7 separate regions of the Mus musculus genome follow, and all the other regions are linked to region 4. A link is a contact called in public promoter capture Hi-C data. All regions are on one chromosome and are shown on one strand. The core of a region is the stretch at or near the end of the contact, and the rest is flanking DNA. Distances in the headings are between cores, read along the strand shown.

Evidence for each region. Promoter capture Hi-C pulls out the DNA fragments that hold promoters and counts their contacts.
Region 1: a promoter capture Hi-C map of liver shows a contact between it and region 4, with 2.9 times the contacts expected there. The contact joins the promoter of Mfsd2a here to the promoter of Utp11 in region 4. A contact is called at or near these places in 2 of 39 promoter capture datasets (liver and pre-B cells).
Region 2: a promoter capture Hi-C map of hematopoietic stem and progenitor cells shows a contact between it and region 4, with 4 times the contacts expected there. The contact joins the enhancer-like site here to the promoter of Utp11 in region 4. A contact is called at or near these places in 5 of 39 promoter capture datasets (the 3T3-L1 cell line, hematopoietic stem and progenitor cells, liver and 1 more).
Region 3: a promoter capture Hi-C map of cranial neural crest shows a contact between it and region 4. The contact joins the promoter of Trit1 here to the promoter of Utp11 in region 4. A contact is called at or near these places in 4 of 39 promoter capture datasets (cranial neural crest, liver and pre-B cells).
Region 5: a promoter capture Hi-C map of pre-B cells shows a contact between it and region 4, with 2.4 times the contacts expected there. The contact joins the promoter of Adprhl2 here to the promoter of Utp11 in region 4. A contact is called at or near these places in 2 of 39 promoter capture datasets (cranial neural crest and pre-B cells).
Region 6: a promoter capture Hi-C map of liver shows a contact between it and region 4, with 2.7 times the contacts expected there. The contact joins the promoter of Stk40 here to the promoter of Utp11 in region 4. A contact is called at or near these places in 3 of 39 promoter capture datasets (hematopoietic stem and progenitor cells, liver and pre-B cells), 5 of 484 Hi-C or Micro-C datasets (B cells, CD4 T cells, Th1 cells and 2 more), 3 of 115 datasets of contacts at active chromatin or transcription factors (extraembryonic endoderm stem cells, large pre-B cells and pancreatic cancer cells) and 1 of 9 other capture datasets (liver).
Region 7: a contact with region 4 is called in a promoter capture Hi-C map of pre-B cells, with 4 times the contacts expected there. The contact joins the promoter of Ppie here to the promoter of Utp11 in region 4. A contact is called at or near these places in 1 of 39 promoter capture datasets (pre-B cells), 1 of 484 Hi-C or Micro-C datasets (B cells) and 1 of 9 other capture datasets (adipose tissue).

What each region holds. Positions count from the first base shown.
Region 1 is chr4:122,959,255-122,963,182 of GRCm38.p6, forward strand. Mfsd2a (major facilitator superfamily domain containing 2A) reads right to left here and starts at 1,934. Exons shown (of 14, transcript NM_029662.2): 1 at 1,687-1,934; 2 at 16-147. The coding sequence starts at 1,779.
Region 2 is chr4:122,846,257-122,850,055 of GRCm38.p6, forward strand. Ppt1 (palmitoyl-protein thioesterase 1) reads left to right here. Exons shown (of 9, transcript NM_008917.3): 5 at 2,177-2,279. Among named protein-coding and RNA genes, the nearest start is that of Ppt1, 12 kb to the left of the region's middle. Within about 2 kb of position 1,960, at least 113 of the 459 cell types and tissues checked have an H3K27ac peak or open chromatin away from gene starts, as enhancers often do. A contact at or near this core is called in hematopoietic stem and progenitor cells, where this site is marked.
Region 3 is chr4:123,014,838-123,018,427 of GRCm38.p6, forward strand. Trit1 (tRNA isopentenyltransferase 1) reads left to right here and starts at 1,756. Exons shown (of 11, transcript NM_025873.3): 1 at 1,756-1,946. The coding sequence starts at 1,773.
Region 4 is chr4:124,690,914-124,694,862 of GRCm38.p6, forward strand. Utp11 (UTP11 small subunit processome component) reads right to left here and starts at 2,641. Exons shown (of 8, transcript NM_026031.3): 1 at 2,527-2,641. The coding sequence starts at 2,589.
Region 5 is chr4:126,320,190-126,323,764 of GRCm38.p6, forward strand. It overlaps Adprhl2 (ADP-ribosylhydrolase like 2), which reads right to left and starts at 1,514. Exons shown (of 6, transcript NM_133883.2): 1 at 1,253-1,514. The coding sequence starts at 1,481. Tekt2 (tektin 2) reads right to left here. Exons shown (of 11, transcript NM_001357262.1): 6 at 3,450-3,575; 7 at 3,168-3,282; 8 at 2,931-3,038; 9 at 2,631-2,774; 10 at 2,383-2,462; 11 at 1,932-2,230. The coding sequence ends at 2,017.
Region 6 is chr4:126,102,381-126,106,243 of GRCm38.p6, forward strand. Stk40 (serine/threonine kinase 40) reads left to right here and starts at 1,577. Exons shown (of 11, transcript NM_028800.3): 1 at 1,577-1,766.
Region 7 is chr4:123,138,611-123,142,194 of GRCm38.p6, forward strand. Ppie (peptidylprolyl isomerase E (cyclophilin E)) reads right to left here and starts at 1,341. Exons shown (of 10, transcript NM_019489.6): 1 at 1,292-1,341; 2 at 256-354. The coding sequence starts at 1,322.

The sequences.
Region 1 (3,928 bases), core at 684-3,183, 1.7 Mb before region 4:
GCTCCTGTTACTCACCTTAGCCACATCCAATAGGTAGATCTGCAGGAAGAATCCCAGTGCGCAGCCGGTCAACTGGTACGGGGCCCCTCCAACTGCATAGCAAAGCTTGTTGCAAATGGACAGTTGCTGCTTCTTTTTTGGTTCCTTCTGGGAAGAGAAGGAAAGAATGAAAATAAGCCCAGGATTCTGGCCACCAACCTAGAACGTGCCAGAGGCACAGACATTTATTTCTCCAGCCAACTCGGCCAAGAGGAACAGTTCTACCTTGCCCAGTTCCCACCTAGGGAAATCTCACTTCCCCAACCCCACAGGAAGTTGCCCTTAAACCCAGACTTATCCCTCCACCCCCAGACTCTGAGGAAATCTATCACCTTCCATCTTTAAAGATCTCCCAGATCAGGTGTAGTGGCACCAACACTTGGGAGGCAGAGCCCAGCAGATCTGTAAAGTCTGAGGCCAACCTGGTCTACAGAGCTAATTCCAGGTCAGCCAGGGATACAAAGAGAAACCTGTCTCAAATAAGTAAGAAAATAAATGAATAAATAAATAAATAAATAAATAAAATCTTCTCCCAGGCCCTCAGCTCCTTTCCAAGTTACCCAGAAAGAGCATGCGGTAGCAATGGGCCTGTCCCTACCTGGCACTAGCTGCCACAACCTGAAAATCCTCTTGCTGCCAAAAGTTCCCTGAGCCCAGCCCAGGCTCCCTCCCTGACGCCCCGCAGCAGCTAGGATCCACCTGCGTCCTGGATGAGTGCACCAGAAGGGGGGGGGGCGCCCAGCCCGCTGCATCCTCAGCTGTTCTTTCAATCTGTCCCAAAGTTCCCGGGCCCCTGTAGGGAGTCTTCAGCTCCAGGCAAACCCTTGAGCAGTCCTACCATCCATCTGCCTAACACGCACCCTTTCCAGCTCCTAGGGGACCTTGGAGAGGGGTAAAAAGGGCTCCAGGTGCAGGGCTCAGCCCTCTCCGGGTGGAGCACTAGGGGAGGCTGAGGTTGCCCAGGGAAAGTAGAGATTACTCATACATGGTAACAGCATAATTGCTTACTCGTTTCTTCCAAGAACAGTTAATAAAATTAAAAGGAAAAGTTAAGCACCTCCCAATTAGCTATATTGTGAGAGATTCCTTTCCTGGGGCCGCATGGTTTCATGGTGTGGTTAAATAGATCCAAAGAGTTAGAACGGATCGGAGAGAGAGGATGTCGAGACACGCGGAGCTCTGTGCATGTGAACCCTCAGTCACACAAACGCTTTCGGTATGCGGCTCCTTTAAGAGCAAAGCCCTTGTTCTTATGAATGAACTTGAGTGGCCCTCCTCAGAGTTAAAGCACGAGAGTGGGGGGTGGTGAGAGATGGAGAACCAAAGGGACTCTCAGACTTCTGGGGTCTCTTCAGGTCTAGGGAGAGAAACTAGTGTGGCTCAGCACAGTAGAACCTAGAGCGCTGGGGAGAGCCCCACGCCGCGTAGAGTTGCCGGCGCCTCTCTTGGCGCAAACCCATTGTAGGGGTGTGCAAAGGGGCTTCAGACTTTCTCCATCACTCCCGGTCCCAGAGCACTCCTTGCTTTTTTCAAGCTTCGCTGTACCCTGTTACCGCCAAGTGTCCCAAGGCCAGACCTAGTCTCCGACGCCCCTATACCCACATCCCGGCCGGCCCACCACCCCTTGCCCTCCTCTCGGGACCTCACCTTCACCTGGACCGGCCGTTCACTGGCTTGGAGGATGCTGGTGGGGAGCAGCCCCGCCGCGGAACCGCTCTCGGCGCCTTCTCCTTTGGCCATGACCCGCGGGCCACGCCGCGTGGGACCGGGACGCCGGGATGCTCTTGTGTTCTGCCGGCCGGCACTCGCCTGTGGCTCCGATCCTAGGCGCAGCCCCAGCCACTACTACGTTCGCTAGCACTTAGCAAACCAGGAACGCCGGCGATGAAAACTCCCTAGCACGTCCCCTCCGCGCCTCTTAAAGGTTCGGGCCTGCGCCTCCAGCCAATCCCTGCACGCGCCTGCCCATCTCGGCTGGCGGAGCCTCGCTGCTCAGCCACGTTCTCAAAGCCGGCAACCCACACCGCGTGCTCCTAACTACCTAAGCAAAGCTGAGAAACCCACCTGACTCGCCCGAGGAAACTGAAGTCCCAGGCTGAAAGTGACCTGTCCGAGGTCCCCCAGAGTGAGTTTTCCCTGAGTAGAGCCTGTGGCCCTTGACTTCTGAATCCCCATCAGCTCCTTTTAAAATCCGGAGTCAGGTGGCTTCTCCCCTCCCCCAAACCTGAGGCCATGGGCTGTAACTTTCATTATCAATGTCCCTCGTGTCTCAAGATCGACAATTTCCTCTTCCTCCCTTTGAAAAGTAGGGGCCTTTTTCAATGGGACAGAAAAATTACCAAGTCCAGTGGCTACCGCTTCCAGGCAGGGGAACTCGCAAGTTCTAAGAAGGAGCCATGGCCACAGCAGCCGTTTATGGGTAGCTTTCTAACAGGCTTAACATGACCTCACTGGGTGCTTATGAACGCCATCTGAGGGTGGTACTATTATTATCCCCATTTTACAACCCAGGAAAGGGGGACACAAGAAGAACAGCTGTTGCGACACAGACAGGCCAGAAAGGTTTTGTCCAGTTCCAAAGTCTTTACTCATAACTCTCCTGCTCTGCCCCTCAGCATAAATTACAGAAGGCTGAGCTATGTCTGTGCTCCCAGACAGGAAGCCCTGGGAGATACAAGACGCCAGCAGCCCTCTGTGTCGAAAAGAAAAGAAAAGAAAAGAAAAGAAAAGAAAAGAAAAGAAAAGAAAAGAAAAGAAAAGAAAAGAAAAGAGAGAAGAGAAAAGAAAAGCTTTGAGAAAGAGCATGCAGAGGAATGTGGTCCTTGAAAGAAGGGAGGACCGTCATCATCTAAACAGAGGCCAGGCATAGGTGCCAGCAGAGAACGGTCTTTGCTGCCTTTCCTTCCACCTCTGCTAATGGCACTCCAGCCTTCACAGATCCCCAGGAGCCTGGGTCAAGTCCAGCTCTCCCTCTTCAGTGAAGTTACTGCTTAGACTCTCAGAGACCGCTCACACAGGACCTGTGTTTCTCAGTGTCAAGCTTTTTTTTTTTCCCCTCCTCTTAGTTCAGATTGCAGGGAAGAGCTATTGAGATCTGACTCCTCCACAATGGCCACAGCACCCTTGTGTGCCCTGGCACATCACTGTCCAGAAACAAGCCAAGGGAAATAGTGAAGACTGTAAGAAGGCCTGTTGTCCCCACTGTCACACTGCCCTCTCTCTCTTCCATACTATAGGAGGGAAGCTATGGAGTCCTGTACAGTCTCTTCCAGCCCTAAATTCTTCACTCCTTTGAATGGCAGCATTCCAGAAGTGATCTGAATAACCGAGCCAGATTATGCCCTCCTTGAAAATAAGAACTCTATCTCTTTCACTCCCATATCCCACTAAATCACAGTGAGTGTGAGCTGAAGCACCAGAGGAGCCAGCCCATTCAGAAAAACCCCAGGCACCTCCATGGACGGGCTATCTAGTTGTTCCTGAACAACTTTATTAACCTCCTTGTGTACAAAATAGGGACCTACCTAATAGCGTTGTCTGGGGGATAAGACAAGAAGTTGTACAGGAAACATTTCGCGCACAAGGACTCAGGAGCTGAGGCTGGGCTAGTTCCCCTCCTGGCCCGATTCCAGTCTGTCAGTGTAGCAACGCAAGATTCCAGATATGGCCTGACCAAGCCAGTACAATAGACCTATTATTTCCCCCAGTCTGGACACGACACATTGTTAATGCAGCCTAAGACTGCTGGGTTTCAGAGCCTTTCTCTCCCGTGATTAGTTCCCATCAGGTTGTGGTTAGCTAAATTATTCAGATTCTTAGCACCAGAGCTTGGGGTCAAGTCAGGTTTCTTCACCATCCTCTATTCTGTGTAGTGTCCCCAAGCGCTCAG
Region 2 (3,799 bases), core at 710-3,209, 1.8 Mb before region 4:
ATCTGGCCAGATGTTGAGATCATAGGCATGTATACCCATCGTGTGTGTGTGTGTGTGTGTGTGTGTGTGTGTGCACGCACATGTATGGGGGGCACATGAGGAGGACAGAGGTATTACATTTTTCTGGACCTGGAGTCATGGGTGATTGTGAGCCATCTTGCATGTGTGCTGAGAACTGAATTTAGGTCTTCTGTAAGAGCTGTTGCTGCTCCTAACTATTGAGAGATCTCCACAGTCTTGCCTACTTTTTAAAAATGCAGTATTGCCAGGTGGTAGTGGCTCATGCCTTTAACCCCAGCACTCAGGAGGCTGAGGCAAGTAGATCTCTGTGAGTTTGAGGTCAGCCTGGTCTACAGATGAAGTTCTAGGACAGCCAGGGCTACACAGAGAAACCCTGTCTCAAAAAGAAAAAAGAAAGAGAGAAAAGAAGAAAAGATGTGGTACTTGGATTTGTACCCTGCATCAGCCACCCTTGTCAAATCCCATCTCTACATAATGGGACAGAGTAACTATCACCAATGGAGGAGTAGGGATTGCAAAGCTCTGTAGCACAGGCAAGTCATTAGTAGCCATCTCTTCTACGTAGTTGATTAGATTTCATAGAGATAAGAGTCTGAGCGCAGGGGCTGGAGAGATGGCTCAGTGGTTAAGAACACTGACTGCTCTTCTGAAGGTCCTGAGTTCAAATCCCAACTACCACATGGTGGCTCACAACCATCTATAATGAGATCTGGCACCCTTTTCTGGAGTGTCTGAAGACAGCTACAACATACTTACATATAATAAATAAATCTTAAAAAAAAAAAAAAGTCTCAGTGACAGTGACAGTTGATAGTTAGGAGGACACGCAGAACTGAGTTGAGCTGTGTGGCTGTGTGTGTAGCCTGATGGTGATACGGTTGTCCAGCATGTGCAAGGTCCTATGCTAGCACTACCGGGAAAAGGGAAACATAACAGTGTTCCTGTTCTCTGACAGTTGTGCTGTACAACTAACATTAACTAGGGTGGAGGCTTTTTGTTCTAATTTGTGGTACCACTTAGAAATGTCCATTTGAGGGGAAAGGCGCGTCACTGGATTAGAACTCCTCTCATGCTGTATGTTATTGTCAACATGATTGACAACAGAAATTAAAGCTTGGATGCAGGCTTTAATATTCTTTTTATTTTATGCATTTACTTTAGTTTTTCGAGACACAGTTTCTCTGGGTAGCCCTCCCTGACTGTCCTGGAACTCACTCTGTAGACCAGGCTGGCCTTGAATTCACAGGGATCCACCTGCCTCTGCCTCCCGCTTGCTGGAATTAAAGGTGTGTGCCACTGCCCAGCAATTTTTTATTTAATTTTCTAAAAGCTTTATTTTGTATTTATGTATTATATTCACATCATTTCCAGCCCTCCAACCTCTAGCTCCTCCCACTTCCTCCTAAATTCATTGCCTCTTCTTTAATTATCATCAGTGTGTGCGCTCGCGCATATTGTTGGGGATAAAACCCAGGGTCTCCACGTGTGAAGCAAGAACTCTGCCACAAAGCTGCACCCGAGCTCACATTTGGCCTTCTGAACCCAAGGTGCTCCATATCTGTGGATTCAAAGCTCTACAGCTGAGAACTATTCTGGGAAAGGCATTTGTGTGTGCCTAGAATCCCAGAATTTAGGGGTTGGGGATAGGAGGATTGAGTTTGAGTTCAGCCTGGGCTTTATTAGCCCCTACCCTATCTTCATAAAAAGAGAAAGGGGAGGGGTGGCAAGGGAGGGCAGAGAAAAGTATTCAAGAAACCATTGAATCTGTACTGTTAATATACAGACTCTTTTCTCTCTCCCTAAACAACACACTGTAGTAACAACCCATGGAACATTTGCACTGCATTTAGTGTCAAAAGTAATTCACACAGGAAGGGGAAGTGCACGGAGGAAAGTATGACTGGGGAGAGGAATGGGGACGCGGAACCAGATGAGTTTCCCAGAAAGAGGATGAGGTAACCATGTGCTGCAACAGCCACACGTGCTGTATGTAACAGCCACACATGGGAGGCTGGGGCAGAGGTCCCTGGCGGATTGCCAGAGGGAAACTGGCAGTACTTGGACGTTTTTATTTTTCCTGTTTCACGGTGCCTGCTACAGTGGCACTCAACATGTGATTATTAGAGTAATACATGGCTGTCGTTTTCCTACCCAGGTGTCTTTGGACTCCCCCGATGCCCAGGAGAGAGTTCTCACATCTGCGACTTCATCAGGAAGTCACTTAATGCCGGTGCTTACTCCAAACTTGTGCAAGAACGGTGAGTGCAGCCAGCTGTCAGGTGCAGACTGTGGGAGTGCCCTGCTAGCATGTGTGCTCTCTGACTCCAGGAGCGGCTGCTAGGGGTATCACCACAGTTCATAACTCTAGTCTCGGGATCCTCTGGCCTCCAGGAGCATTGCCTGCACATGGTGCGCAAACATACATGCAGGTAAAAAACCCATATACATAAAAATAAAAATAAATAAATGTGGGGCTGGAGAGAGAGTTCAGCAGTTAAGAGGCTGTTCTTCCAGAGGACCAGGGCTCAATTGCCAGCACCTACATAGCAGCTCACAACTATCTGTACCTCCAGCTCCATAGGACCTGGCTCTCTCAGGGACACAGACAAGCATGTAGTCAAAACACCAGTGCACAATTAAAACTAATTTGAAAAAATAAAAAATAAACTAATGAACAAATCTTAAAAAAAAAAAAAAATTGGCTCGATGTAGTGGTAGACATAGGGACAGAGGCAGGCAGATCTCTGTGAGTTTGAGGCCAGCCTGGTCTACAGAATGAGTTGAGTTCCAGGACAGCCAGGGCTACACAGAGAAACCCTGTCCAAAAAAAAAAAAAAATTAAATTAATTAAAACTAAATTTAAAAAAATAAAAGGACTTGAAGGAGGCACAGAGAACAAGAGAGTAGCGCAGAGCCAGCACAAGATCTCAGCATGTTTTTGAAAAAATACAAACAGAAGGCCGGCTGGGCTGTAAGAACCATGTGGCTCAGCCAAAAGGTTTTACCTCCCTCCATAGAAGGCTCATTGCAGAAAACCATGCTCTAGAGCCCCAGGAAAGCCTGGAGACTGGGGGATGTACGGTAAGTGGGCAGGTCCAAACTAGGGCCTTTTGGAAACCTGAGGCAGGAACAGTCTGAGTCCCCAGTTCCCTGACTCGAGCATCCAGGTCACTACCTTTTTCCACCCTGGACCCTGCCAGGAGACACAATCTACTCTCTCAGCGATTTAACTGGACGACCCAGATTTAGAGCTAACGCTATGTCCCAGGCAGGAAGTGACTAAGGGAGAATTCTCAGCGGGGTGGCAACCTTCCTTTATTTAATCCTAGCACTTTGGAGGCAGAGGCAGCTGGATCTCTGAGTTTGAGGCCACCCTGCTCTCCATAACAAGTTTCAGGACAGCCGGGGCTACAGAGATCCTGTCTTGGAAAAAAAAAAAAAAAAAAGTAGTAATAAAAAAGACACCTAAACCATACCCTACATGAGCTTCCAGACTGAAAGCTTGCTGAGTACTGTGTCAAGGACAGAAGAAAATGCATACTGCCGTGCATTCGTGTTACACGTCAAGAACAGATGCCAACCAGGAAGGATCTGCGAAGCATGCCCACCCAGAAGGCAGCGACGCCAAGCTTTGGAATCTGAGGGAAGCTGTTAGCTAACTGCAAACCTGTGTGCCTGCACCAAGGACCAACGGGGGATCAGGGTCAGGGGTCACCTTCAAACATGGAAAGTAAAGGGAGATGGCCTCTTGTGTTCTCCTGGGGGTTGTTGGAGAGCC
Region 3 (3,590 bases), core at 506-3,005, 1.7 Mb before region 4:
CTCCTCTCTCTTTCTGCCCTTCTCTGTCCCCTTTCTTTCTCTGCCTCCACTCCCTTCTCATCCCTCAAATAAACATTTCCTACTAGACCCATTGGGTGGCTGATACCTGGGGGTGGGGGTCTCAGCGGCCCCATGCTGAGGCACCTCCTCCTGCTGCATCATGCCACCACATTACAAAACATATCAGACTACTCGTGGCTTTACCTAGGAGCTAGACCGAAGCAGTCTCAGAGAAAAAGCACTTATGCCCCCGCCCCCATCCCAAGTGCTGACTGAACCCAGAGCCTCATGCTGACTAAGCAAATGCTCTACCACTAAACCTGCATCCTCAGACCCCTTAAACTGCCCAACTAGCTAGAGGTTAGCAGAAGGGGTATTTAAGCATCTTTACACGTTATTGAAAGATTCTCTGCCCTTAGGCTTTTGCTCTTACTTATTTAGGGAGGCAGATGGGATTGTACAATTATAATAACACAAACTGTTTAACAAATGGTGGTTGTTATGTGCCAGTGCATTTGAAGCAAGCACTTTCCAGACATTATTTCACCTTTTCCTTATGGCAATCCTTGGAAGAATGGAAAGATAAAATTGCTGAGGTTAAGAGGTGAAGTAAGGGTCTGAAGTGTGCTCAGCTCAGTGCTAGAGTGTATATTCAGCACCCAGGGGGGGCCTGGGTTCAGTCTTCAGACAAAGAGAAAAAAAAATGCTGCTAATGGAATTAATTCTGATGAGAATTAATCAGCTCTCAGCTGATAAGTCTGAGAGCTGGAATTTGAATCTAGGTTCATCGGGTTCCATAACCATTCTTTCTTAATTTTAAACTTCAGTGTGTGTGGTGTGTGTGTGTGTGTGTGTGTGTGTGTGTGTGTGTGTGTGTGTACAGAGGTCAGCATCAGCTCTCTCCTTCCACATGCGGATCCTGGAGATTGAACTCAGGTCATCAGATCTGGCTGCCAGCAACTTTACATGTTAAACCATCTCTCTGGATTCTTAAAGCCATTTCTCAAAGTGGTGTGTGGAATCTTGAAGTCTGGCCATCCTTGATTCTGATTTTTCTTTCCCTCACTTGTATCTGCTTTACCCTTTGATTTTCTTCTGCTTCCTCTTCTAATTTTTGGGTTGTCATTCACTTGCTTGTTCTTTTGCTTTTAAGCCTATCTCTTGACTGCTTTATGCCAACGCAGAGCTTTGTCCTGCTTTCTGATTGTGTCTAAATGAGTGTGGAATTCAAACATTAGAGCCATGCTCTTGACTGAGAATTGGACAGATCTGATTTTGAAGAATGACTGAGAATCGGACACTCTCTGAGCTTATTAAATCCAACGCTAAGGTAGGCAAGTCGTTTCTCTGTCCATTTAATCATTGGTGGGTGCCTGTGCTAGGCACAGGAGACTCAGCAATGAACTAGTCAGAATGTGCTTCTTGTCTTTGTGAAATTAACAGCCTGTGGTAGAACTCAGACAATAAACCAGAGGCCAGTTATACAGTTTTATTCTTGAATTAATGCTATGAGGAAAAAGAATTGGGTGCCTGGACGCAATGTAGACAGAAATATTTTAGATGGGCTGCCATCTCTCCTTTGAGAAAGCAAGTCGGTGGGCTAATCTCAGCTAGTCGAAGGCAGTTACGTCATGGGCCTCCTAAGCTTGGTACCTTTGTCCCACAGTTTCCTCCTTTCCACCCTCCCCGCGTTCTGAGCCGGAGATCCGCGCCGGCGCACTGACTGTTGCCATGGGGACAGCTGCTTCGGCGCATGCTCAGATGCCTTCAAGATGGCGGCTGCGGCTGCTGCACGAGCAGTTCCTGTGAGCTCTGGATTCCGAGGCCTGCGGCGAACACTGCCACTTGTAGTGATTCTCGGGGCTACTGGGACTGGCAAGTCCACCCTGGCTCTGCAGTTAGGCCAGCGGCTCGGCGGCGAGATCGTCAGCGCCGACTCCATGCAGGTATGGCAGCGTGCTTGGCCCGGGGGCCTGGGAACCCTGGAGGTCGCGTGCGGGCCTCTGGACTAGGGGACACCCTGTCGCGTGGCTGTAGTGGGTGAACCTCGAGGCGTATGGGGATCCAGATGAAAGGAACCCACACCTGCTAGGTACCCATTCCAATGGCAGACAGTGTCCATTGTGTCCTGTGATCGCTAAGTAACTTCTCAGGCCATTACTCTTTCGTAGATAGTACCAACAGTTTCATTTATGGATAAAAATGTTGGGGGCTGGGGAGGTGAAGTGACCTTGTGCGTGGCACATTGCAAATAAATGGAGGAGAGATAGTGGAACGTTTAAGGTTGACATCCGGTGAATTTCAGTAAGTTAATTATTCCCAAATTTTGCCATAATTCTAATTCTAGCCCAAGGTAAGTCAGATGCCACCTGTGAGTGTCTTCTTGGGCACTAGAGCAGTCAGAGGCAGCCACTGGCTTCGTGACTTCAGATCAACAGTGCCCTTTACTTGAATATTATATTTGTAAAGTGGAGGAAATGTCATTTGCCCCACAATCACAAGGCTAAAGTATTTAATAAGTGAGACATTGGAGTGTTACAGTGGAGAGAGGGAGGCCAGCTCGAAGGTCAGACATTGTGGTAAATATTGGCTGAACCTGAGGGCTTTTTTGTTTATTTGTTTTTGTTTTTTAATCCTTTTGTCCTCTTTGCGAGAGGACTTTCGGGGATGTAGGAGCATTTGAGCTAGAGAGTAGGTGACATTTTGGGTGAATGTGAGAAGAATTACAACAGCTGTTAGGCATGTTCAAAGGTGTCGAACATATACAACCAGTCGCAGAACTCATGGTTAGTAACCTAAAATTAGTAATTAATTCTTTGCCCCACTTTACCTCATAAGGCTCCTGACATTGTTTCTACCCTCATAATTTATTTTTCCATGATAAGATCATCAGCTTATACTAAAAGGTAAGGTAATGTAACAAATAGTTGTTTGCAGCCTGCTTTGTGCCAGCTTAGGGAGATAAAGAGTTTAGCTTGAACTGAATCTCAGCCAGATTTTTTTTCCCCCAACTTTTTGCTACATGAACAAAGATACCTTTGTTCCTTTGCTAAAATAGGAAGAATATAAAAAACAACCTTGTGATCATTAAATGAAATATATGTGAAGCACTTATTACAAGTGTTTAAAAAATATGTTAACAGTGAAAACTATGGTGACTGTGTGTGTGTGTGTATATGTACATTAGACCAAACTCCTTATATTGGGGAATGTTAGTCTGGCTAAACATAGAGTAAGACAGAGCTAATAAGTGAACAGAGCTACTTATAGAGCATTTTCAGGTGGGCGGGTTCAGAAGATCAGAAGAGACTACAAGTGCTGGATTTCGTGATAGACTATTAAATTTGGTAGAATTCTTGAGAAGGGAGAAATCAATGAATGTCATGGAAAGTCTCTAAAGAAGTGCCTAGGCTGGGGAGACCCTGACCCTGACCTCTCTGGCCTCTACATACATGTCTGTATGTACACACACACACACAAATACAAATTGAAAAACAAATAGGTCAGTATGAATTATAAAAGAAGAGCTTAAAATTGGGCAAAGTGTCATACGCTGTGATCTTCACTCTTTTTGGAAGCTGAGGCAAGAG
Region 4 (3,949 bases), core at 1,391-3,890:
AACAAACAAACAAAAAGTTGCCTCTATATTCTTGAAAACCTGATACTCTTTCTGGCTTTGTCAGCTCTAGCTGCACCACTTCCTGCCCAGCACTTGACCCTCCTGAGTCTCCATTTCCTCAGGAAAATATGAGGAGATGCTAACCTGCCTGCACACAGCTGCTCTGAGTTAAGTGGCACAGAGAGTCACCCATCTACACTGCAAGTTCTGCCTATTCCTGGTTTTAGACAGGTCCATAGACAGTCTCACCAACAAGATGTTAAAATACATTGCTGTTGATGTGGTGACTCAGCAGGTAAAGTCACTTGCCACCAAGTCTAATGACTTGAATTTGAACCTGGGATCCACTCCTGAAAATTGTCCTCTGACTTCTACAAAGCTGTGGCACCAATACACACATGGTTAAATAAAAATACATGTAAAATAAAAAAATTGTACTCCCTGTATCATACTGCTTCCACTAAGCACACACTAAGAAAGGCTACTCAGCAGGAAAGGGAGCTGTGATAAGGAAGGCAGTGCCATCGCCTCTCAGCCTTTTGTCTAAGATCTACTAGAAAAGGATTTTTAAACCCCGTAAGAAAAAAGAGAAGGAGAAAGAGGCCTCAACTCTACAGCATTAGTCAGCTGCATGGTCTCTGAGATCGCGTCCTTTTCTTCAGGATCTGTAAAGCAGGTATCTCTACAGGCCCTTTGGCTGCGTATATGGGGTTTTGTCTCTTGTTGCCTGGGTTTCATTTTGTGTATATGAATGTGTACACGTGGGTGCACATGCCATGGCATACGTGGAGGACAGAGGACAACATCTTAAAGAGTCCACTCTCAAAAAAAAGGAAGCCATGAAATTGAAAGACCAAGCAGTGGTCCATGGGAGTGTTTATAGAGGTCGCAAAGGGAAAGATGAAACGTTGTAATGAAGCTATAATCTCAAAAAATAAAGAAGAAAAAAAAATAGTCCACTCTTTCCTTCCCCTTAGTGAATGAGTCCTGAGGGTCTGACTCAGGCTGCCAGGCTGTGCGGCAAGCACATCTGCTAGCTGCACCACTTTCCCAGCCTGTTTTGTTTTGTTGAGATCCTGTCTCATGGAGCCCAGAACATCCTAAAATCTGATGCGTTCCCTGAACTATTGATCCTCTTGCCTTTAAAAAGAAAAGAAAAATAATAATAAAAAATATTTGTTTGAGGAGTAAAAAGACGGCTTAACAGTTAAACACAGATTCTCCTCTTCCAGATCCCAGCACCCACGTCAGGATGTCGGACAAATCACAACCCTGGCCCAGGATGTGCTCCCACAAACACCCGCTCACACACTCACACTCAGTAATCTTTTAATTTAAAAAATGTTAGTGTGGCCGGGCAGTGGTGGCGGCGCACACCTTTAATCCCAGCACTTGGGAGGCAGAGACAGGCGGATTTCTGAGTTCGAGGCCAGCCTGGTCTACAAAGTGAGTTCCAGGACAGCCAGGGCTATACAGAGAAACCCTGTCTCGAAAAACCAAAAAAAAAAAAAAAAAAGTTAGTGTGTGTGTGAGAGAGAGAGAGATAAAGAATATGAATGAATGTGAGTGCAGGGCCTATGGAGGCCAGAGGGGGTGGTGGAATTCCTAGAGTGGAGTTAAAGCTATTTGTGAACCCACAATGTGAGTGCTAGGATTTGAACTCTGAGAGAGCAGCCGAGTACTCTTAACGGCTAAGCCCTCTCTCCAAGGCTTGTTAAAAGCTTGTTTGAACCAGTTATGATGTAATTTCTGAGAATGGCAAAGTGGATAAAGTGATTCTGCATACATCTTTATTTGTATTGCATATCCAAACCCTAACACATTCTCCTGAGTAAATCCACACCTATTTATTCTAACTAAATTAAGTGGGGGAACTCCCCACTTCCCTCCTTTTTTTCTTCTTACCAAGGACTACGCCTACTGCCCTTACTTGCTAGGCAAGCAGTTCACCATTGAGGCCTATGTCTAGAATTTTTTTAGATTTTTGAGTCAGGTCTAAGTGACCCAGACAGGCCCCGATTTTGGGATCCTTCTGCCTTGGCCTCTTGGGTAGATGCCATTATAGACCTGGGCTATGAGGTCCAGCAAAGTTTGTAAATGGTCAAGACATTCTCCAGAAGGGATAAGGAAAGTGCCACGATTTTAGGGGGAAGCATATGACAGATCTACACGAACCGCAAATCCCATGCCAAAAGTTGGGCCCAGTTTAGGAACACCCGGGCATGCGTCGGTTGTGAGGCGCCTACTGTCGCTGGTCACTCGGTTACATTCCTTTGACTTTGGTCTCAAGTTCCCAGGGAAAGGCCTCTAGCACACCCTGCCTCACTCAATTACCCACTGACCCTCTACCGTAGAGAATGACAATCCTCCTACCCTGTCCCTGGGTCTCCCCGACAAGGCACGCTGGGGTCAGGCCCCATGTGTTGGGTATTGACTGAAGGCAGATGCGCTGTCCCGTATCCGGATGCAGGGACAGCGAGGGGGCGGGGGCCACTGCAGGCGCCCCTGAGGCTTGCGAGGGCCTACCTGGCTTCGTTCTCGGTGTTCCCGCTGCCGGGTCTTGGCTGCCTTGCGAAAAGCCGCCGACATGCCTACTGAGGTCTAGGAAATGCTCAGCAAACTCCACCACCACGACAGCACTACCCACCCCGCCGCGTCCGCCAAGACACCGGAAGCAGGCCCAAGACGCGGCTTGCAATGCAGCCTATCAGAAGCCTGCTTTACCGGAAATACAGCCCCTCTCAAGCGGCCTGAATCGGAGGGTTCTGGGAGATGTAGTTTCCAAAGCTAGAGTCTTGGGATTCTTTCACAGCTCTCGGTTCGCAGAGAACGTCCACTGGTCCAGAGACCTAGACTTCGCTCCAGGCCGCACGTTGGCATCTGGGAACACATGGCTGGCACTGCTCTCTGGCTACGCTCGGCTTGCGTGTGCGCATGTGCTGTCACCTGAGACTTGGTGTGGGTTAAGATTCTAAGTAGAACTAGAACGTGGCTCACACCTTTAACCCCAGCTCTCTGGAGGTAGAAGCTGGCAATTTTCTGTAAGTTCAAGGCTAACCTGGTCTTACATAGTGATTGCCAGGCCAGCCAGGGCTACATAGTAAAATAAATCGCAGTCTAAAAACAAAACAAAAACAAACAAACCAAAAACTAGAAATAATGTGAATCTTACAGTATACTAGAAAGAGTACTTTAAAACCATATTTGGCTCCTCAGCTGACTTCTGGCTGCGTGGCTCTGAGCTGATTGCTTGACTTTAAAGAGCATCATTTTTCTCACCCATAAAACGAACATAATAATAGCAGACTGGTCTTGCTCATAGGAGTATCAAGGGCTCTGAGTGGCAGAACTGTATCTATAAGCAGAGTAGAAAAGAATCATCTAATAGCAATAAAGTTCCGAGTCCTTCACAGCCATCAAAGTTGTGCGTCTAGCTGGCCGACTTAACATAAGGTAGTTAATGTGATGGATAGAGAGCCGCGAACTGTGGAGGGAGTGTTCTGGTGCCAGCTCTGCTCTTAACCAAGGAAAGTTAGTTTTGCTGAGGCTTGGTATCCACATCTAGTTGTAAAATAATAAAATAATACTATACCCTCAGGATTTTGAGGTTTAAAAGACATATGTTTTCAGTGCTTAATGTTGGGTTTACTTGTTAGCAGGTTCACAATAAAATTGATTTGTTTCTGTTTTTGTTTTGTTTTGTTTTGTTAGTTTGTTTTATTGGGGTTGACTTAGTCTGATTAGGTTTGATGTTTTGAGGCAGTGTCTAGCTATGTAGGCCTGGCTGCACTGACACTCATAGATCAAGCTGGCCTCAGATTCACAGTGATCTCTTGCGTCTGCAAAGAGCTGGGATTACAAGTGTGTGACAGTGTGCCCAGCCATCCTGTTATTTTTGTCACCACTAAAGCTACCTTTAAGTAGCACAAGAGAGAGTTGGACCCAGCCA
Region 5 (3,575 bases), core at 264-2,763, 1.6 Mb after region 4:
TCCATCTCTTATTGCCAGTCCCTTATGTAGGACTGGGCTCCAGACTCAAGTTGCAATGTTCGTAGAGTTGGAGCAAAGGAGAATCTCTCTCGTTCTCTCTCTCTTTTTTTAAAGATTTATTTATTTGTTATATGTAAGTACACTGTAGCTGTCTTCAGACACCCCCAAAAGGGCATCAGATCCCACTGCAGGTGGTTGTGAGCCACCATGTGGTTGCTGGGATTTGAACTCAGGACCTCTAGAAGAGCAGTTAGTGCTCTTAACTGCAGAGCCATCTCTCCAGCCCCAAGGAGAACCTCTTCTGCAGTGTTACTGGGACCATACTGTAGGAAAAGGAGACTGCCAAAGTGAGCTCCCCCCAAAGGGAAACTCAAGGCCAAGAGGAACCAAGCAAGCTAGTTAGGAGTTGAACTCCTGGACTTAGCACTGCTGGAGGCCAGAACTTCCTTTGGACTCTGTCAGTTCTTTCCACTCAGACCCTCTTAAAATGTGTTTCCTGCAGCCACAGGGTCCCAACTACCACTCAACCTAAAACACACCTTTTTTTTTTCCATCTTACCAAACCATAATGAAATAAAATTTGTCTTATCTCTGCTTCCTTTAACACCCGTTTTCCATGTTCTCGACCAACTCGACATGGTTTTCTGGGTCCAGACTACCCTGACTTTTCTGTAACACACCAGTGTCCTAGTCTTGAAATTCTTTCCTCTGGTTTTGTTACCATCCTTCCTACTTCTCGGCACACCCCGTCCTTCCTCGCTCCTTCCCCTACCTCTAAATGCCTCTTAACTCGTGGAGTCCTCTGGGGTTCTGACGACGGCCCCCTTCTACTATGTTACATGCTCTTCAAGAAGAACCAAGTCTTCTACTGACATCTGACCTGGAATCTGAGGACAAGCTGCGTTTGCAAGCGAAAGGAAGGGACATGTCTTAACAGGCTAGGGACAGCCCTCGCCGACGCCCACATCGGGCCAGCAGTTTGAGAAAGCTGGTCACGACGGAACTGGCCACGCGGGAACTGGCTCTAGCCAAGGTTTTAGGCGAGGCCTGCGCTCTGAATGTGGTCATGGCTGGAGACCTACAACCACGGAGAGCTGGAGCAAACCGATTCGATCCAGGGGCCTTCAGCCTCGTGACTTCGTGGGAGCTCGCCGCAGGAGCCTCCACCTCGGCAGCCTAGTCTGCGCGCGCGCCCCCGAGTCTCGGTCCCCTCGCCCAGGGGTGGGGACCCGATCGGTGGTGCCCCGCCCACCTGTCCGCGCGCTGCCCGGCGTGCCCGGGTCCGGCTCCAGGCTCTCGACGTGACTCAGGACTGATGCCAGGCTGACGGTATCGTGTGCCTCGTAGACAGCGCCCACGCAATCTCCCAGCAGCGCGCCCGCCAGGCAACCTCGGAAGCGCGAGATGGAGCGGGCCGCACTTGCCCCGCCGCCCCCCGCCGCCGACATCGCTGTAGCTGCTGCCGCCGCAGCCACCGCCATCCGCGCGCGGACTAGTCGCCACTTCCGGCATCGATGCTGCCGCCTCTTTGGTCGTCTCTTCCCCGCGGCCCCACAGCGCCCCCTTGTGGCCCGGAGTCTCAGCCTACGTCCTACCCCACAGCGCCACTCAACGGCTGGGAGTCTCAGCGCCCCATAAGTACTCGCACGCTTCGCTTTGGCGCTCCCTACCTTCTCATTTGTAAATGGCACCACAAATGCGGCCGACAGCTCCCTAAAATCCCGCGGAGGACCCTTTGAAAAGCACCTGAACAAGAATGTTGCCCACTCAAAGCCACTGCTGCCCGCGGGCGATCACCTGTATCTTTACACCCGTATTCCTTCTGGAGTCGCTTTGGACTCGACCCCTATGAAGTCTAGGCGACTCCATCGCTCAAGTGGACTGTCTCACTCGGTCAGCCACTCTCATGGGGTAGCAGAAAAGAGCCTGGCTTGAGAACTCCATTTTTATTATTTTACTGTCCCCTCACTACTCCCCCCTCCCACCAATCTTGTGTCTTCCCTCAGCCGCCAAAGCCTAGGTTAGCTCCAGCTGGCAGATTTTGAGTGGACTCAGTGTGCGGTTTGTCGTGCGCGTGAAGGTGTCCACCTGGGGCACAAATTTCTCAGCCGGCACCGTCAGCTTGCGTCGGGTGTCCATACACTTGGTGTCCAAGAGCAGGGTGTTGGTCTTGCACGCGATATCAGCCTGTATCCGGGCCAGGTGCTTGAACAGGGCATCCAAAGCGTTCCTGTAACGCAAAGCATCGGGAGCTCAGAGCCCTACATCAGGCTGCAGGGGCCAGGACATCTCACCAGCATAAAGCCCAGAGAGACCAGCAGGCACTACGGCCCCATGGTTGAGCAGTGCCCCCCACTATTCCTGCCCACTCTCTAAACCTACTGTGTTTGGGCCAGCTTCTGCTTCATGGTATTGATGGTTGCCTCTAACTGGTGGACTTCATCAATGAGGCCATACTGTGTCTGAAGACAGAGGGGCAGGATGGGGTTTTCAGTTCAGCCGCAAGACCCTTCAGCTGGTCGCATAACTGCCTTGGACCAGAATGCTTGTTCCACAAGAAACGTGCGAAGAGGGGTAATACTGAGGTCTCCTTAGCAGACAGGGGTGGTCCCCACCGGGGCCCCTTGTACCTGGTCCCGGCAGAGCTCCACATTGGACCGGTAGGTTCTGGACTCCAGCCGGGTATGTGCAAGCTTCAAGTTCATCATCTTTCTACGCAGGTCCTCCTCCAGGCGCCGAATGTCTCCCTGCAGCTCGGCTATCTCTTCTAAGGTCTGTGGCAGACATTACTGTTCTCCACCGGCAAGACTCACACTAGGGCTCCCAACTGAAGCTTCAGGGCAGGGTTCCTTATGCCCTGCCTCACAGCATGGTGGGAAAGGCAGGGTGGTGGGGTTGGGGGAGGGTAAGGGGGTGGTGGTGACACTCACATTTTTCTCTTGCCACTTGAGCTCACTGTAAAAACTCTCCATTTCCCGAAGCCGCTTCCTGAAGGTGAATTCTGTTGCAACCCTCTGAGCGTCCAGTTCATTGTTGGTCTGCATGAGGAGGGTGAGCCAGGCCAGAAGAGGGTGTCATGGCCTTGTGAGATTGCTGTTTGAAGTCAGGGAAGGGCTAACATGTGGTCAGTGTGGAAAGAAAGACAGAGGTGAGTTGGGCTTAGTCACCTGAGCAATAGCTAGGGCAATGGCTTCCCTCAACTCTATGGACGCTTTCATTTCGGCCTCTGCCCGGTTCTTGTTGAATCGAGTAAATTCATCCCACTGCTGCAGTGTGGTGGAGCTGTGGAGGCAAGCAAACAATGGGGGTCACTGGGGCACACAAGGAAACGATGGGGTCACAGGGACACACAAGGAAACAATGGGGTCCTAGGGACACACAAGGAAACAATGGAGGTCACAGGGACACACAAGGCACACAGAAAGGACTGACTGAAACACTGGTCTTACTCTTTGGGGATGCGTGTGGGGTTGACTTTCAGAGAGATGTTTGGGGAAGTGAGGTTGAGAGAGAGGCAGCCCCTGTCGATCTCCAGTGTCTCCATTTTGTCCCGGTGGTCAGAGTTGAGTTGCTGC
Region 6 (3,863 bases), core at 327-2,826, 1.4 Mb after region 4:
GGCTGGCACTTTCTCCTCCTCTGCTTTGTTAAAACTTCTATATTTTGAGTCAGCTGAGAGCCTACCAGGAGTTGGAATGGTGGTGTCAGCGCCCAGTGATTCATCTTACTGGTAATTAGTGAACTGGAAAACCCAAGATTCATCCCTGTCAAAGGCAGGGCTTCCGGAATCCTTTTTCTCCTCACTTTGTCAGAGAGAGGAGCAAAGTGGGCCGGCCTTCTGGATGCCTGCCTTTGAGTCACGTGCCTCCTAGAGGTTCCCCGACTGAGACCAGTGGGCATCTATAGGGTGTGGTTAGCTGGATGTGAAACTCCTTGGGTCCTCCCATGGTTGGTGTAATGTGTTATCCCCACTTGGGCAGCCAGGATTTACACTGAATTACCTAGTTTGTAAGTGATACAATGGGGATTCAAGCTCTAGCCTTTTTGGAACCCACGAAACTTTCTTCAAACCACAGCCCAGCCATTATTAGCTGGGTGTCACGGCAGAGGTTACCCTCTCTCTCTGAGTGCTACCTTCTGCATTTGTTAACAGGTCTCTAAAAGTGCCTCATTTTGCATAAGACAGGGCCTTAGGAGCTGGTATCATTACTAGTTATTCAGCATTATCTGCAGCTGAATGGCCACCAAGCCAATCAAAGACATTAAGAAAGGATTCAGGCTGGGACTTCATTATGAAGACCAGCCTTCGGTGTCCTAGCAGGGCTTAGTCGTGTCCACGTGTGTCTACACGTGGATCCAGAATGACCCAGGGGAGGGAAGAGTGTCATCAAGTACACTTGTTAACTCTGAGACAAAGGAGTGGGACTATGGCCGCTGGTACTGCTGCCACCGAGCCCTTCTGGCCGCTTCTACACGGCAGTGGACGGAAGCCAGGATTTTCGAGGGCCCCCAGTGAGTCACCAGACTGATGCAATCCCTTTAAAGGGCTCATCTGCTGGTGCAAGAAGCTGATTCATGGAGGGCGTGGCTGCTGAAGGAGGAGAAAGGACGGAAACTGGCAGGAGGGAGTGAGGTAGACAGCCGGCTGAAGTCGTTCATTGGAACTCTTCACTGCAATCTCCCTGGACAAGACTCTAGGGATGTCCAAGATGAACTTGGCCATCTTTGGGGTTTCTGAAGGGCCTAAAGTGAAATGAATTGTGACAGTAGCGACAGCCAATTCTTGACTTCTCTTGTACCCAACTTCAGCACTTTCCCACACAAATTTCCAGAAGCCGAGAAATGGGGAGCAAAGAAAGACTACTTTTCTAAAGAATGCAGTGCAGTTGGCGGGTTTTGCAACCACTTAGAGACGTCCCCAACCCCAGCAAGGAGAGCATAAGTCGGTGAGGTTCTGCAGAGCCAAGGCGGACCGGCGCCTCTGTCCCAGTCCCACTGTAGATGTAGATTAGCGGTAAGTACCGCCCCCTGACTGTCCAATCACTTTACAGATTTCGACCCAGACTCCACCCAGAACCAATTGGCGATCTTATCTGGGCTTCCTGCCTGAAGGCTTCCGCCCATCCTGAAGATGGCGCACCAACCCCAAACTCAGGCGAGGGGGCGGGAGGCGGGGCCGAGAGCCTATGCGTCACTTCCGTTGTCAGGTGGCGGCGCCGCAGCCATGGAGGGAGGCGGCGGCGGCAGCTCTGGCGGCTGCGCTGGGAGGCGGCGGTGAGCGGCTCCCACGCCCCCGGCCCGGCCCCGGCCCCCGGGACGGAGCGCCGAGCAGCCCCGACTCTGGGCTGCGGACTATGGGCAAGGAGCGCTGATTCCCCGGGAAAGGTGAGTTCGGGGTCCCGGGACGCGGAGCCGGGTGGGGGCTGCGTGCTGGCGGGGCGGGCCACCGTGGCGGAGGGACCCCGGTGACAGCCCGAAGCTGACCGGCGCGACCAGAACGGCTATAGTGAATTCCCCCTCCGCCACTGGAGGTCTGTCCTTCCCGGCAGCGGGGGCGTCGGCTGCCGGGAGCCTCGGTCTTTTGCCGCAGCCCTGGGAAATGGGCACTGCTCGCCTTGCCCAGACCCACTCAACCAGTCATCGAAGCAGCCGGCGTTTGGCCCGCTCTAGTTTTTCTCCCAGAGAGACCCGCTCCTCCTCTCCATGCTTCTCTCCTGACCTAGAGAGTGACTTGAAAGTTAGAACGAGTCCCCAAGGAGAGCCAGCCAAGGTTTTCCTCCTGGAGCCCTCACCCGTTGGCACCAACACCATCGCTGCTGGGGAATTTTCACATCCTGGGCGGCGTTCAGGTGCGAGTCACAGCAACCTGCTTGCCAGATCCACGTTGGGCCGGTCTTCACCGTGGGAGAGCTTGCTGTGGTCAGTGTTTCACCTGCCATCCTGGTCAGGCCCGCCCATTCCTACGATGCTTGGCCCCACCTTTCAATCTTGGGTAGGAGCTTTCGGATTCCCGGTGGCTTCTCCGTCCACCCCCACTCCCCCAGGTTGTTGGCAGAAGGAAGAGCTGACAGCCACCTTCGGTGGCAGGATAGACTTTGCTCTGTTTTAAGTCACTGGAGGAAACCGGTTGGCTTTGCTGGTTTTGAGAATCATTGAGGAAGAGGGTAGTCACGCTGGGCTGGGCGCCTTTCCCTCTCGGCTGAGTAGTTTTGCATGAGATAAGGAAGAGCAAAATCCTATAGCCCTTATTTATAAACAACGTTGTGAGTTCCTCCTTAAAGGCCCTGTTATTTGATTGTGGATTAGACTATCTCTGCCAGAGATAGTCCCCATTCATTCATTCATTCATTCATTCATTTTTCTCATAACAAAAGGGCCCTGCCTGTAGAGCCTAGTGCTGTGTAGTATTCGTAGGCTTTGGAGGCTCACTCCTTAAAGCCTGGGATTAAAAGTGTGTGTCAACCTTGCTCTGGACTCCTTAAATTCAGATTCTGGTGCCGCTGCTTTCTGGTTGCCCGACCTTGGGTCATTTGTATTCGTCCTCATTTGCAAACCACTGGCCATGGTAAAAAGAGTCATTATGGAGAGTTGCGCTAACACCTAATAAAGAGGTTCTTATCCGAACTAGTTCACTGTCCAGCTAGAGGAAACTGACCTGCAAGCAGATAGGTGAAATGTGATCTACAAAAGCAACAGAAACTGAATGCTGAGGGAGCCCAGTGGGGAAGCTGCTAGCTCAGTCTGGGAAGCCTGAGCAGTAGTGACAGGAGGATAGTGACTGGAAGGACAGAAAGGGGGAGGGAGGCTTAGTCATGTAAAATGGGAGATGCTATTTGGAGAGAAGTACAGAGAGTCAGAGAGAGACAACCTTAGCTGTGTCAGTAGAGTGGTATGGAAGCCGACAGGGCACAAAGTAAAGCAATATAAGTTAATAAAAAAAAATGAACATCTCATGGATCATTTGGAACTTTGTGTCTAGTGCACAAGAGGCCAGTAAGCTTTTAGCTGAGGAGTGACAGGACTAGATCTGTATCTTAGATCGCATTCTCTGTGAGGAGTTGAGGAGGGTGAGAGAGCTAGACACTTCGTCAGAGACCATCACATGCTTCCAAGAAGAGAGTATAGACCTACTGGACCTGTGCTGAGAAGGCACCGTGTGGTCAGTGCTAGGTGGACAACCCCTTCAAGTGCTCCCCAAAGTGCTCTTCTCTCTCTGAGATCTCAGGTTGTTTAAGCTGCTGGCAATGGCAAGGTAGGACTTTCCTCCCAGATGTAAGGGGGGTTTCATTTTCTCTCCTGTGCCTTTAACGGAGAAGACAGTAGTTTGAAGCGGTTAAGAGCTTTTTTGGCTCAAACAGGTCTACTTCTAATCCCTGCTCAGCTAGCCAGATTTCTCACTGTAAAAAGACACAGTAGGACTTCTTCCGCAATAGGGCTGTCGTGAGGATCAAGACAGATGTTACAGAGTTAGGACTCAGCGTT
Region 7 (3,584 bases), core at 91-2,590, 1.6 Mb before region 4:
CTCTGCCCCTCTGCCTCTCTGTGTGTGTCTCTGTGTGTGTCTCTGCCCCTCTGCCCCTCTGTGTGTGTCTCTGTGTGTGTCTCTGCCCCTCTGTGTGTGTCTCTGTGTGATTAGTGCTGGGAACTGAAACCAAAGCCTCATATGGTGGGCAAGAATTCTACTAGAACTTAAGAATGTAAATTTAGAACTGGAATGTGACTTTAATTCTTTCCCTATCGGAGGGTAATGAGCGTTAAAGACACTCAAATGACCCACCTGTTTCATAGTCCAGAGGAATTTGAATATCTGTGATGTCTCCAAAGGGGATAAATGCAGCATGAAGAACCTTGTCGTCCACCTCTTCTGCCAGCCCGCCTGCAAATGAGCCAAGGACCTTCTGAGCCGCTGTCCTACACACTCAGAGGTCCCTGCACACCAGGGACTTTGCCTGTCACTGGTATGACAGGCAAAGGGAGGGATCTTTCCATCCAGTCCTTTGTCTACACAAACATCTCTCTCTACAGCCTACCCACACTACTTTCCTTTCTTCAATCTCCTTTTAAACAGTTCTGATTCGATCTCCAACTCTTGTGAAAGCTTTGTAACTGACCTCTCTGCCTCAATTCCTTCCTCCAACCGCCCCCCCCCAACCAAATATAAGTGGAAATGAATCCATCGGTTCTCTTAGACTTCAAAGTCTTAAATGTCACTGTCCTCAAGATAAAGTGAGAGCTCCTTGGTAGTGTACACAGGGTTATCATCCGACTCTCGCCGATCTCTCTTGTATCTTCCATTTTGTTTTCCCCAATTTCCCTGAGTTTCTCGAAAAATGACCCAGCTGCCCCTAGGCGCCAGGCTCTTTTACGCCTTTGAGCTTCGGCTCCGGTGCAGCGAACAGCTTTGCCTCTACTCTGACTCTTTGCCCAACTCCTGCTCAACTTCTGCGTCCCGGCAACAGAAAGTTTGCCCTCACCCAAGTTCCTGTCATCATTGTTAGTCCCTATTACAACGCTAGGGTGTGTAGGTTATTTCCCACTTTCTCCTAGATAGTCTGGTAACTCCTCCTTTAGGGCAGAGATCCAGCCATTCCGCACTGAATGTTTGTAAAACGAATGGGCGGGAGGGATTTGGAAGCCCAAAATTCTTGTCACTCGTCGGGGTTCCTGTGCGCTTAGTGGACTAGGAAGGTCGCCGGAATTGTCCTTCCATCTCGGGCTCACACCCTCAGGCCCAGCAAGCCCTCCATAGACCCCGGCTGCTTTCCCCCTTTCCCACATTGCTCAGACTAAGTCTAGCTCCCGCGCCTGCTCACCCACGTACAGCACACGCTTGGTGGTGGCCATCTTGCTCGCGCCCGTTTCCGCCGGAAGCCGGCACTCGGCCGGCCCCCTCGCCGTCGCCCCTCCCCTTAGGTCGGGGCGGGTCTTTGTGCGGCTGCAGGCTCCGCCCCTTCTTGGCTGTAGCTCCCAGAGCTGGAAGGAAACAAACCTTGGTCTGATCAACCTAGATATTAACGGCAATTGAACCATTACCAACACACTATGGTCCGGGCTGTCCAGGCAGCTGTTTTTGGCCAATTCGGGAGCCAAGAACGGTTTTTACACTTTGAACCGGGGTGAGGCGAAGGATCGACAATATTTCTTGAGAGATGAAAATTATATGAAATTAAAATTTCAATATCACGAAGTTTAATTGTTAGAGTATAGCCACATCCGTTCCTTTTCTATTGTCTGGCTGCTTTCATGTTACAAAGGGAAGAGACCTGTTCCTCCCACGGCCATTGATATTTTACCATCTGGCCCTTTGGGCAAAGTGTTTGCTATACTCTTGTTCTAACGTAATATTTAAATTTATAGGTTCTCAATAGCAGTACAAAACAGTAGGATCACATTTGTTTGCTTGTTAGAGTATCCCACTATGCCTTCCAGATCTCAGCCTCCCCAGTGCTGAAATCCCAATTGAATACCACCAACCTACCTCAAATAGAAATTTAACAAGTTTTATTTTATGTATTTATTTTGAGACTGGATCTTCCTATGTAGTCCTGAATATCTTGGAATTCACTATGTAAACCAGGCTGACCTTGAACTTACAGAGATCTCTTCCTGAGGGTTGGGACTAAAAGCATATACCACCACAGGAAGCTTTGCTGTATTGTTAAAGGGCTCTAGCAGGCCCAAGCTTGGTAAGCACAGGTGTGGCAGGCCTTGTCCTTCTCCCCATTCCCTCTGCCTTGCTAATAAACAAACAAACAAACAGGGTTATATTCCTAAAGCTAGCCGTAGGCCAAATAAGGTCTATTCCCTTATTTGGCCTCCTCCTGAGGATGATCACCAAGGTCCAGCTATCAAAGTATTAAAGTTCAACAATTGTATTAGTCAGGGTTCTCTAGAGTCACAGAACTGTGGGTAGTCTCTATATAGTAAAGGAATTTAATCTTAATCTTTGATCTCCCTGTCTTAATCTTCTGAAATCCATAGCCACTATGCCTCAAGATCTCCATACTGAGATCCAGGTCAGAAACTTCTATCTCTCAGCCTCCAGATTAGGGTCACTGATGAGCCTTCCAATTCTGGATTGTAGTTCATTCCAGATATAGTCAAGTTGACAACCAGAAATAGCCACTACAACAGTCAAATCCCCCCTTGGCCTACCCTAATTAATACGGTCAACCAAAACATGACCACCACATCCTAGCCATTCTATCACAGATTCCCCTCTTTTTCCTCTTAAAAAAACATCACACCCACAAGGTCATTTGCTGCTGCTGTCTGCCTGAGCGGAGAACAGTCACTTTCCCCTGCTCAGTAAAGGATCTCTCTATGGAAATAGGTGTTTGAGTGTGGTTTGTGCCTAACCCAGTGTTCAAGAGGGAACACTGTGTGCGGGTCCCTTCAGTTACGGTGCTGGAGATCAGACGTAGAGCTGAAGACCATTCCTCGGCAAATATTCTACCACTGATCCATATCCTCAGCTACTGTAGGCAGAGCATTTAGATTTTCCTGAGGTAACTTTTATAAACTTTGTTATTCAAATGTGTGTGTATACGCATACTTGTGGAAGCCAGAGGACAACTTGATGGAGTAGATTCTCTCCTCCTACCAGATCAGGTCCCAGGTTTGCAAGGCAAGCGCTGTTACCAGCTGAGCCACCTCACAGCCCCTTGAGGAGACTTTTAAGATGGAAGCTGAGCTGAGAGGCAGGAGCATAATGAGGTGGAAATGGAGGACACATGTTCAGGCAGGAGAGATGGGTAGAGGCCACCTCATGTCAGGGCCTGCAAGCTTTGTGAAAAACTTGGGGATTTTGAGAAGCTATCATGGGGTGATAGCAAGGAAGTTACATGGTCACATTTACACTGATCTTTTCCCACTTTTTAATTTTTGATATTATATTTTAAATATAACATTTTTCTCCTTTCCTCCCCCAAAGCCCTCCCGTAATCCTTTTCCCACTATCCTTCAAATGTATGGCCTCTTTTTTTTTTTAAGTCAATTGTTACTACATGCCAACTATATATTTATATATACATATATGTATTCCTAAATATAACCAGTTGAATTCATATAATGTTACTTGTTTTTTGTTTTTGTTTTGTTTTTTGG